Linked DNA regions of Mus musculus: regions 1 and 2 are each linked to region 3. Evidence: chromatin contacts called from public ChIA-PET and HiChIP or PLAC-seq data. All regions are on one chromosome and are shown on one strand. Each heading gives the region's core, a stretch centred on a gene start, on an enhancer-like site or on the middle of the called end of the contact. The rest is flanking DNA. Distances are from core to core; before and after follow the strand shown.

Evidence for each region. ChIA-PET counts read pairs in DNA pulled down with a chosen protein or histone mark. HiChIP or PLAC-seq counts read pairs in DNA pulled down with a chosen protein or histone mark.
Region 1: a FOXA1 HiChIP or PLAC-seq map of pancreatic cancer cells shows a contact between it and region 3. The contact joins the enhancer-like site here to the promoter of Pdcd4 in region 3. A contact is called at or near these places in 1 of 484 Hi-C or Micro-C datasets (CD8 T cells) and 1 of 115 datasets of contacts at active chromatin or transcription factors (pancreatic cancer cells).
Region 2: a contact with region 3 is called in an RNA polymerase II ChIA-PET map of effector CD8 T cells, with 36 read pairs. The contact joins the enhancer-like site here to the promoter of Pdcd4 in region 3. A contact is called at or near these places in 3 of 484 Hi-C or Micro-C datasets (CD4 T cells, CD8 T cells and embryonic stem cells) and 7 of 115 datasets of contacts at active chromatin or transcription factors (bone marrow-derived macrophages, double positive thymocytes, effector CD8 T cells and 4 more).

What each region holds. Positions count from the first base shown.
Region 1 is chr19:53,449,549-53,452,846 of GRCm38.p6, reverse strand. It overlaps Mirt1 (myocardial infarction associated transcript 1), which reads left to right. Exons shown (of 10, transcript NR_028427.1): 3 at 1,083-1,225; 4 at 1,344-1,434; 5 at 1,655-3,298. Among named protein-coding and RNA genes, the nearest start is that of 4833407H14Rik, 9.4 kb to the left of the region's middle. Within about 2 kb of position 1,311, at least 65 of the 459 cell types and tissues checked have an H3K27ac peak or open chromatin away from gene starts, as enhancers often do. A contact at or near this core is called in pancreatic cancer cells, where this site is marked.
Region 2 is chr19:53,419,354-53,423,033 of GRCm38.p6, reverse strand. No RefSeq gene overlaps it. Among named protein-coding and RNA genes, the nearest start is that of Smndc1, 31 kb to the right of the region's middle. Within about 2 kb of position 1,558, at least 341 of the 459 cell types and tissues checked have an H3K27ac peak or open chromatin away from gene starts, as enhancers often do. A contact at or near this core is called in CD8 T cells, bone marrow-derived macrophages, double positive thymocytes and 3 more, where this site is marked.
Region 3 is chr19:53,901,265-53,904,758 of GRCm38.p6, reverse strand. It overlaps Pdcd4 (programmed cell death 4), which reads right to left and starts at 1,408. Exons shown (of 12, transcript NM_001168491.1): 1 at 1,271-1,408. Gm30990 (basic salivary proline-rich protein 2-like) reads left to right here and starts at 155. Exons shown (of 8, transcript XM_030251154.1): 1 at 155-176; 2 at 687-3,494. The coding sequence starts at 155. The coding sequence ends at 1,888.

The DNA of each region.
Region 1 (3,298 bases), core at 62-2,561, 450 kb after region 3:
CCTCAGAGGCAGAAGCGAACAGTAGTGACACACACTGAATGGACCGCAAATACTTACTTCTAACCATTTCCAGAAAAAAAAAAGGCTCTCTGACCTTTGACCCAGGCCAGTTGTGACACTCTTCTCTCTTTTTCCCCCTAAGCTTCCTTGCAGCTAGGAGTGGCCACTTGTTCTCCTCAGTCAGGCAAAGATCTGCAGGGGAGACTGGTATAAAGCCCTGCTGTTCCAAAGGAAAGAGTGGGATGTGTCTGGGAACTCTCCCACCTACTTCCTGTCTGAACTGTGAGTTAGCCCTGGGGAGCCCACCCAGCCCTCTTTTAGAACCCATCTCCTGCTGAGAGACAGGAAGCACAGGGTCATGAGTTCAAGTAGAAGGGCTGGGTCCCCGTTGGCTACTGTCCAGGAGAAGCGGAATGCCTGCCCTGAGCACCTGCCCAGAGGTTAGGCTACTTGTAGCCTAGATCCGAGGAGCCACTTGTCTGCCAGGAACTTGTCAGTGGCTCCTGATTGCCAGACCCACATCAGTACATGGGAAAGTTATAAGGTAAACTAAGGTCCACTGTTGGATTCTGGGGTCCTAGAGGCAAAATTTCTCAGTGTTCCCTTATCCCCGAAACTCCTATAGCTCTCAAAAGATAATAATCAAAATAATGTTGGATGTTTTGGAGGATGTTTGAGAGATGAATAAATGAATGAATGGATGGATGAATGAATGAATGAATGAATGAATGGAAGCATATAGTTATCAAGAGGGAGCTACACAGAATTGAAAGCAGCCTGGAAAGTCTGACCTAGGTATTCTATTAGTTAACAAAGGAAACCGGGTTTCCATGAGTATAATTGGCTTTCCTATGGTCACAAGAGTTAGGAGGAAAAAAGTTGGGATCCCACCTTAAGGCTGGTTCAACTCCTTGGATACTGGCCTCTCCGGCCTCAGCTCCTTGGACATTCCCTGAGGCAATGCCAGACATAATCTGTAGAAGTAGGTGACAAATCTACCATCACCTAGGGGAAAGCATGAAAGGAAACTTGATGAGTTTGGACGACTGCCAGTCACTGCCTCTCTCCCTCGCATCCCCCAGTTCTGCTCCTAGAATTGCCAGGAACACGTCACCTCCTTAGCAGGTGCTCGGAACATATTTGGAAGATGAGTCCCCTCGTATCAGTGCACATTCCTCAGCAAAAAGTCACAGGCTGCAAAACTTCAAAAAAAAAAAAAAAGCAGGTAAGATGGATGTCATACCTCCTAGCTTCGCAATAGATTGGAATGTACATCCTTTGTTTCTGCATAAGCATTCTGCCACACTACGCAAGCCCAGGCTATTCATCACTTGCCATCATAGGAAAACGGTGTATGTGCTTCAGAGAGCCACCCACTGTGCCAAGCACGGCGACGTAAGCCGTCTCATTTGAACCTCCTCACAACAGGATGGGGTAAGTCTTTATGGCTGACCTTCTTTCATAGCTAAGGAATCTGAGCTTCCAAAAGGGTAAACTACCTTCACAAAGGCCGCACAGCCAGTTGGTGCCAGAGTCGGGTTCAAAGCTGGGTCTGTGCCTGCGTGGGATAAGAGGGGAGGTGGAATGTTGGAGATGCAGCTCGGTTGGCAGAATGCTTGCCTAGTGTACACAGAATCCCAAACTTGGTCCCCAGAACTGCATAATCTGGGCACAGTGCCCCATGCCTGTGCCCTAGCACTCAGCGAGTTGAGGAAGGAAGACCAGAAGGTACAGGGTCATTCTCGGCCATATTTGCGGTTTGCGGCCAGCCTGGGAGACCCAGACTTGGGCTAGTGAAGAACTGTGGATATGAACTGCAGGATTGCTGTAAGGAACAGCTGACACCCTGAACTCTGCACGGAGAACGCTGTAGTGAGAGAACTGTCGGGGAGAGAGGAACATGGTACCAAAGTAGGAATGGGTGAGGCTCTGTGTGCCCACAGGACATGTCCTTTCATGGGTTGTGGGTCAGGTTCAGCCACAGTGTGATTGCTCAGCTGATGTGTGTATGCTAAAGGGCAGGGTCCATGCATTAGGAGTGGCTGGGCTGGGCTGGTGTGGTGTGCTGTGTTTCCCGTGGGGATGGCGGTGATTCATTACCCTTCCCAGCCCGCTCAGCTTCTATCAGGGTTCAACTTGTAGTAAACAAGTCAGAAAATGCCATCTGGGTGAGAAAGAGACGGGGGGGGGGGGGGGGGCGGGGAGCTTCCGAGGTGACCCTCAGTGTCCTGTCAGCCCCAAATCTTCCTGGAAACTACACACTGGATCCACAGAGCTCAGAATCTCTCTCACCAATGGCAGAAAACCCTTCTTCACCCAATTTCCGATCTTTTTTTTTTTTTCTGGAATGTTCTAGAAACTCTACTCTCCTGGGATGATTCTGAGATATAACCACTCCAGCTTGCGCTGGGGGTGGGAGTGGGGGTGGGTGTTCTGCTGCCCAGAGGATATCTGTTGGGGTGCTTCTGGGAGGTGTGCATCAATAAATCAACCTGTGCATGCTATTAATCAACAGTTTCCCTGAAGTCTGGCCAGCGAAATTCAGGCTTGTTGTCTAAGTGAGTAGGTCTGACGTTCTCGGAGCAGAGAACACAGGAGACACAGTTCAGCCCGCAAGATGAATAAAACCACAATCACAACAAGAGCACAACTAGAGGAACGATTAATTGTCAGATTGTGAGAGTCTCCCTTGGTTCACCAGGGCTTTCAAAAGGACAGGTAAGACTAGCCAGTTTGCCCCAAAAATAGGCCAAACGAGACTGGAAGGGCTTGAGCACTAGAAGTTCAAGGCTCTGACCCTGGGAGGCTGAGGCTAAGATGGTTCTAGGACTGGTTCCCTCTGAGGCTGTGAGCAAGACTGTTTAACTCCTGTCTCGCTTCTGCTGGCGACTAGCATTTGTTTGTGTCTGCTAGTCTCTACCGTTGAAACAACCACATCTGCACAGACCCCGTTCCAAGCAAGGTTGCATTCTGAGGTACGGAGGTCTAGGAGTTCAATCCATGAATTATGGATGGCGACACATAATTTAACCCATAGCATAACCAGAAGCGGGTTCCACATATGGATCACGCACAGGATCTTCTTTTGCCAGTCCACACAGATCGCCAACGAGTCTTCCCGAAAACGACTTGCACTCCCCCGGCCCCGCCCTTCGAGGTGGTAGCCGGCCTCACCTTATCTTACTTGCAACTCAGGTGTGACTGGCCCCACCCTGGGTAAGAGGTTACTGTGAGCAACCAACACTGGGAGATCATGGAGGAATGGGGCCAAGAAGGGACCTCAGGATAAAAATAGCTC
Region 2 (3,680 bases), core at 309-2,808, 480 kb after region 3:
GCTGCTTGCTAGCTCATTCTTAATGGAACTTTCTTATTCAGCCCAAGACCCATCCGACACAGGGACTGATGTCACCCACAGTGGGCTGGGTCCATTTTTATCAATTAACAATCGAGACCATCCGCCACCCCCATAGACATGACTACCCGCCAATCTGATCTGGGCAGTCTCTCAACTGAGACTGCCTTCTTGGGTGACTCTTGGCTGTGTCAAGTTGACAGTTAAAGCTAACTGAGACATATGATTTTGGACTTTGACTACTGAAATAAATGACCTCTGCCCCTCATTTCTGAAATCTTAGACAGGCCTGAATGTAGCTGGGTGCTTGCTTCAACCTCTAAAGCACAGAGGAATGGCGAGTGGGGTCCTGCTCCTCAGAGCTGAGGTTCCATCCAGCAAGGGCACACATCCAAACTGGCCTCTCGGATTGTTCTCGGTCTTCTGCTGCTCTTTAACAGCCCATTGGATCTGGGACGGCATCTTGCCCCCGTTCCCACTCCCACTCCCAGCTAGCCTGCCCACTAGTGGTTGAGAGACTATCAGTCACGGTTCTAAGGATGGGTTTCTCCTGAGGACTGCAGGCACCAAGGCATAATTAAGGAACTCGAACAGGTCCTTCTGCCTTCTGGGCTCGCCTCCAAATAATGGCGCTGCGCAGAGAGTAGCCTGTTATTCACACGATCCCCCCCCCCCCCCCCCCGTTTAGGTGGAATATCTTCTTCTTCTTCTTCTTCTTCTTCTTCTTCTTCTTCTTCTTCTTCTTCTTCTTCTTCTTCTTCTTCTTCTTCTTCTTCTTCTTCTTCTTCTTCTTCTTCTTCTTCTTCTTCTTCTTCTTCTTCTTCTCCTCCTCCTCCTCCTCCTCCTCCTCCTTCTCCTCCTCCTCCTCCTCCTCCTCCTCCTCCTCCTCCTTCTCCTCTCCTCCTTCTCCTTCTCCTCTCCTTCTCCTTCTTCCTCTTCTTCTTTTTTGTAACCTGACACCCACATCTTCATGACTGCAGCTGTGTATAACTCTCACAAGGAGGGAACCCTGACCACCAAATTCTTCCTCCTTCCTCCTATTTCTCTCAGTGTTGGGATGGTAGAGGTGAGGTGAAAGATTTATGCCACAAAGAGGTACAAGCCATTTTCTCCTCCGAGGCTCCTGCTGGGGGTAAGGGGTGGGTGAGGAGCCCTGATACCAACAGCTATGGACTAGCCTCCTCTTAGCAGTCAGCTTCTCTGCTTTCCAGAGTCCCCAGCAGCTGGAGGTGGGGTCTGACCTTGGACATCAGGGAACAGCACGCGCAGGGGCTAAGTGACCTCAGTTCGGTAGATAGGTGTCTGCTCCTAGAAACTGCCTTATTCCCCCTCACTATGCTCCAGTTCCTTCCTCCCGGCCACCTCAGGTGAAAAGATCTGCATGAAATTCTTTTGCCTTTTCTTGCAGCCGCCAAGTCTTTAACTTTCTTGCACCAATCGCCTTTTCAGGAGGACAAGAAATGAGCTATGATAGGCTATTCAGGAAGTTGAAGACAGCTGATTGGTGCTAATGGGTGTGGGGCGGGCCCTGCCTCTGTCCCATTCTTTCTAGTTAATCATGAGAGAGGCTTTTAACAGAGTCCTACAACCTGGGTTGACTTGAGCCGTCCCTCACTGCCTGGCTGACTCGTCTCTGAGCGTCTTGATAGGGGCCCACCACATCCCTTCCCACCTTACTCAGCTGGTGACTCTGTCTTAGATCACTGCTCCGTGGCTTGAGCACTTTGTCTCTGCTCCGGAAGAGGTTTTGCTCTGTCATAGCTCTCCTCCTCCAGAGGCCAGTGCATCAAAAGAGAGTCAGCACCCTGTAAATAGTTGTGATCCTAGGTGAGTGGCAGGTGTCACACACGCGTGTGTTGCTTGCCGTGACGAAAATGCAATGCGCAAGCAGAAAGCAACAATTGGTTCTTTGTTACAGCATTCCACGCTGGGTTCCATCCAGCATGGCTCCATACCTTTGCGGGGGGAGGAGGGGGAGTAACTAATGACTGCCTCGGATTCCTAAGGGTGAAAGGCTTAGAGGCACTGGGGGGCGGGGTGGCGGCGGGGGAGGGCGGCTAATGCAACCCAGTGTGAAACTCTGCCTCTGTCTGCTATGCTCTCCTTCTGTGAACTCCAGTACTTGATCTCTTGGTATCCCTAGTTTCCTCATGACTAAAATGGGACTGATCATAGTATTAAATAATCTTATGCGTAAAGCATTTACAATGTTGGCTAGCACACAGTAAGCACCGTACAAATTTGCTATTATGAGCACTAAGTGTCACTCTGAAGAGTTCCGTTCTTTTGTAACTAGGAAATGTGATTCTTTTTCCTTAGTTTTCCAAAAGAAGAAAAAACAAAAGAAAGGAAGGAAGGAAGAAAGAAAGAAAGATAGATAGATTTTATTTTATTTATATGGCTGGGCGTGGTGGTACACACTTTTAATCCCAGCACTTGGGAGAGACAAAGACAAGTGGGTTTCTGTGAGTTTGAGGCCAGCCTGGTCTACATAGTGAGTTCCAGAACAGCCAGAGTGAGACCCCCAACTTTAAAATGTGTGTGTGGCCGGGTGTGGTGGCGCACGCCTTTAATCCCAGCACTCGGGAGGCAGAGGCAGGCGGATTTCTGAGTTCGAGGCCAGCCTGGTCTACAAAGTGAGTTCCAGGACAGCCAAGACTACACAGAGAAGCCCTCCCTGTCTTGAAAAACAAAAACAAAAAACAAACAAAAAAGAATAAAATGCGTGTGTGTGTGTGTGTGTGCACATATGCATGTGTGTGTGTGTGTGTGTGTGTGTGTGTGTGTGTGTGTGTGCACATATGCATGTGTGTGTGTGTGTGTGTGTGTGTGTGTGCACATATGCATGTGTGTATGGCTGCGGAGACTAGAGATGTTGAGTTTTCCTGGAGCTGGAGTTACAGGCAGTTATGAACTGCCTGACATGAAGCCAGGCCCAATTTTCTTTAAGACATTCAATCCTTGGACCCCCCTCTAGTGGCGCCATCTAGTGGAGAGTGTCAAACTTGACGCTCTTACACCCCGACTACTCAGCTCTCCCGTTGGAGTGTGGAAGTAGCCTCAGACAGTATGGAAATGATGAGGGAGGCTGTGTTCTAATAAAACTTTATTGACAAAAACAGAAAGCAGGCCAGGTTTGTCCAGCAAGCCACCATTGGCCAACCCTTCATCTGCAGTAGTTTTCTTACAGACGTTGTCTCCATCCTTACCAGAGTCTTCTGCCATAAAGCTTGACTATGGGTCTGAGTGTTCACTTCCTCTAAGAAAAATGACAAAATACACACAGAAATGGAAATTTGGGGGTGAAAACTGGGAAGAAGTCCTTAATCTGTTTCCTCTTGCCTACATCAGTGATATAACACAGAGAAAAGATGAATCCGAAGCTAGAAAATACGTGTACGGAAGCCAACTTTCTTCTGGCAGCTTAAGTCTTTGCTCTGTCGGTCCATCTTTTACTGCTAGTGCGGTGTTTGCCATAGGACCCTGATTCGCAGAGTTCCAGTCACACTACCTTTTCTAAGAAGCCCGCTGAGACCCTGCCACACAGCTTAAATCTCCATTCCCTGAACTCCCACAACGCTGGTCTCAGAGCTTAAGGAAGTGGCAAAAATCCCAGTTCAAGGTATGGGGCCACTGCTATAGGTGTCTGAGCAAAGACCTTG
Region 3 (3,494 bases), core at 159-2,658:
ACTTTGACATTTTGGAAGTCAAGTTTAGACCACATGTTAACTAGAAAATGACCTTAATTCTTCCCTGGGATGCAGTCACATTAATTAGCAACTTGCATTCTGCTAAGAGCACTCTACAACAATAACGCAAAAGCAACCACTACTGAGAGCAACCATGTACATTTATTTTTGCAGCCGTAACAAGTATTTTATTTTCCTCTACTCTTACCACGAGATAGATATAGATATATAGATAGATATCGCACGCATATTATGGATATAAATACGAGCACGAATATATATGCTAGGGCCTTCCCCTAAAATTTCAAACTCTTAAATCAAGAGTATTACAGCTGTGAAGCTATCAAAATGTCTTAAACGCAGCTCGTAGGCCTCACACCCACCCCTCACCCAGGCCCGGAGCCGCATTTTGAATCATTCATAGCAGGTAGTCGACTACAGAGGCTGGTTTACAGAGCCAGTTCCCAAGGAGGGGCTCGGGGAAGATAGGCGAGACCTACATCTGCAGTTCTGAGGCTGTTCAGGGAAAGCAAAAACAAAAAACCAAAACCAAAAACCAAAAAGCACGCCCTCTACGTACATTACAGTAGCGGACAGCCACGGGCAGCAGACACAGCATGCGTTCACAGAGAGGGGGCTCCCTTCTCGGCTTTGTTTTCTCTAGGTTGTATTGTACTTTTTTTAAGGGACCCTGTACAGGAGACTGCAAGGAGGAGTTGGCACAGGGCCGGGAGGGCAGCTGTCCCCGCCCCGTGCCCGCACCGACCGACGCCTGTCCCGCAGGACCCCAACCCTCCGGCAGCGGGCAGGGCCGGCCGAGGCGGACCAGGCCTCGGTTCGGGGCACCGACCCCTCACCGGATCTCCGTCCGGACGACACCCCTCTCCTACCGTCCCGTCCCCCGCGTCCAACTGCGTCGGACCGGGCGCCCGGAGGCTCCTCTCACCGCGAGCGCACGCAGCCACGCACGCCCGGCCGCCGGGGATGGGGCTGCGGAGGAGGGGGCGGGCCCGTGCTGCAGCTCCCCGGCCCGACCGACCCGGCCTCGGAGAGCGAGCACCGGCAGCTCCCCGCAGCCCCGGGCGTTGGGCGAGCGCCGGTGGCCGGAGGGCTCCAGGGCCAGCGTGGACAGGGACCGAGCGTCCCGACCCCCGCGGCGAGGCCTCCACGCCCCCTCCCCCTCCCAACGTGCGGCAGCCTCCGCCGACCCGGGCCTAAGGGACGAGGACGCCGCCCGCCCGAGCGTGCGAGCCGCGCCCACAGTACTGACCCCCTCGGGCCGCCGCCGCTCGCCCGGGTCTCCGGTCCGCCGGGCCCCGACCCCGTTCCTCAGCCTCCGCCGCCGCTGCCTCGGAGCGCCTCTGGCCCCGCTCGCTCTGTTTGTTTTTGTTTTGTTCTACCCAGTAACACGGGGGCGACGGCGTGGCGTCTATTGGCCGAGAGGAGGACGTCCCGCAGCCAATCGTGGCGGCCGAGCTGCAGCCGAGGCGGCGAGGCAGAGCTAGGGGAAGTGAGACGTGGAAATAGGGGCGGGGCTCAGGGGGGCGGGGCGCCGTCGGCGCATGCGCGCTGGGCTTGGGACCCGCTCGGCCACCAGCCAGAGTGGGGGTTAAGTGCAGAGGGCCGGGTTGTGAAAGCGGGCGGAGGGCTGTGCCGGGCTGGGGGCTGGGGGCTGGGGCGCGGCTCGTGGACCAGACCGGCCAGTCCTCTCTACAGGGCGTCTCAGCCCAATTCTAGGGCGGTTGTGGATTTCCTGAGGTCCCCACTATTTCTGGGCGTCTGGGAGAATCTGCAACCACTACTTAACTTCTGCCCGCTGGTCCTTGCTCTCGCGTGGCTCCTGCCGTGTGTCCACGTGCTCAGGAAGTTTCTCGCAGGAAAAGCCTAACCCCTTTGAGATAAAAATCGCTCCCTTTTCCCAGATAAAGAGATACAAAAACTGAAGTCCCTTTGCTAACCAGCCAGGCCACTATGGTGCTTGCATTCTTTCCAAAGCTGGGTTTCTCAACCATGGCTATGGTTTGTGTATTGAATCAGCCCTCTCTAGCTGTCTTCTGTGACGTTTCCTTCTGGCTGCCATCTCTAGCCTTCATTTTGTCTCGGATGTTATCGCCTGAGATAATGTGCAGCACCGTATGTTCTTCCTGTGCACCTGGAAAGTGACTGACCTGCTTTCTCTGGCCATGTTTACCTTTAGTCTGAATGGCAATACCAGAATGTTTCCCTTGGTCTTTTCAGAACTGAACTGCTCGATAGCAACCACCATCCCCTAACGTGGGCCTTTCTACCCCGGCTCTTACTGCCTGGTGTTATCTAATGTTCTTCACACACACACACACACACACACACACACACACACACACACCTTCACAAGCTCCCCACTGCCTCCCTGGAGTGCCTGCTTCTCAGCAGACACCCTAGAGCCCACAGTGCGACTTATAGGCTTCAAGGCTATGTCTGCACACCCTAACCCCTGGATACCCGTCCTCCTGAACCCACTTGGACAGCTCACTGCTCCGCATCCTCCCTTGTGTCTTGCCAGGTCTTTTATCATATCATCTCGAAATGTCTCTCCTAGATGGCCTCTCTGCCTGGTACATCTTATCCAAGTCTCTCAGCCTCCCTCAGTCTTTATCAAGTCTCATGCCAGTATGATCCATTTTCTGAAACCTGATTCCGCGGAGCACCAGCCAGTCTGCAGGGACTGAGGACATTCTGCCCGGCATTGTTTCATCTGAGTCCCAGTCCTGGCTTGTCCCACAAGCCCCGTGTCTCACTCACCCTTAGTATGGTGAGCTTGAGAGGTGCTTTGTAGATATATTATACCCATGTAATAAGTACGCCTTGTGCGAGCTCACAGAGAATCCCAAAAGTCAGTAGTCATCACCGGCTCTTGCTCGGGACTTCCTCACATGGCCAGCATCTAAAGCGTCACTTGGCACATGCTACTACATCCAGGCTTTATAAGGCAACTATCCCAAAATCAGGAGATAAGAATAAACAACTCCCATTTTTAAAAGGGAATCTTGGACCTTTAAAAGAGTCTGTTTAGGAAATCTGCCCCCTGGGAAAATATTGTCTAATTGCTCCCTGGGGGGGAAAAAGGCCTAGTAGAGAATAAAACATTCAAATCCCTTCTGCTAACCATCTCCACCCTCACCCTGATACCTGAAATTCCCAAACACACCTTAGTATGTGGTTGACCAGTTTGGACAAAATAGGAATGATGTTCTTGTCCCAGCTGCTTAGTCTCTCTCTATAACAACCCCACTCTCTCCTCAAGACTTGTTTCTTTACCAGTAAAATTCAGAAGTACATGAATTTTTGTAGTACTTTAATAGGCATCCTGAAAAAAAAATGTAGGGGAGAAACTGTTTCATGGCCACGTCTTGGAAAGAACACCTTTCAACCAAGTTACATTTTCCTTTACTCCTAACTCTTTGGCAACTTTGGTGGCCAGCCTATGAAACTCAATGTCTCTCTATTTATTTAAA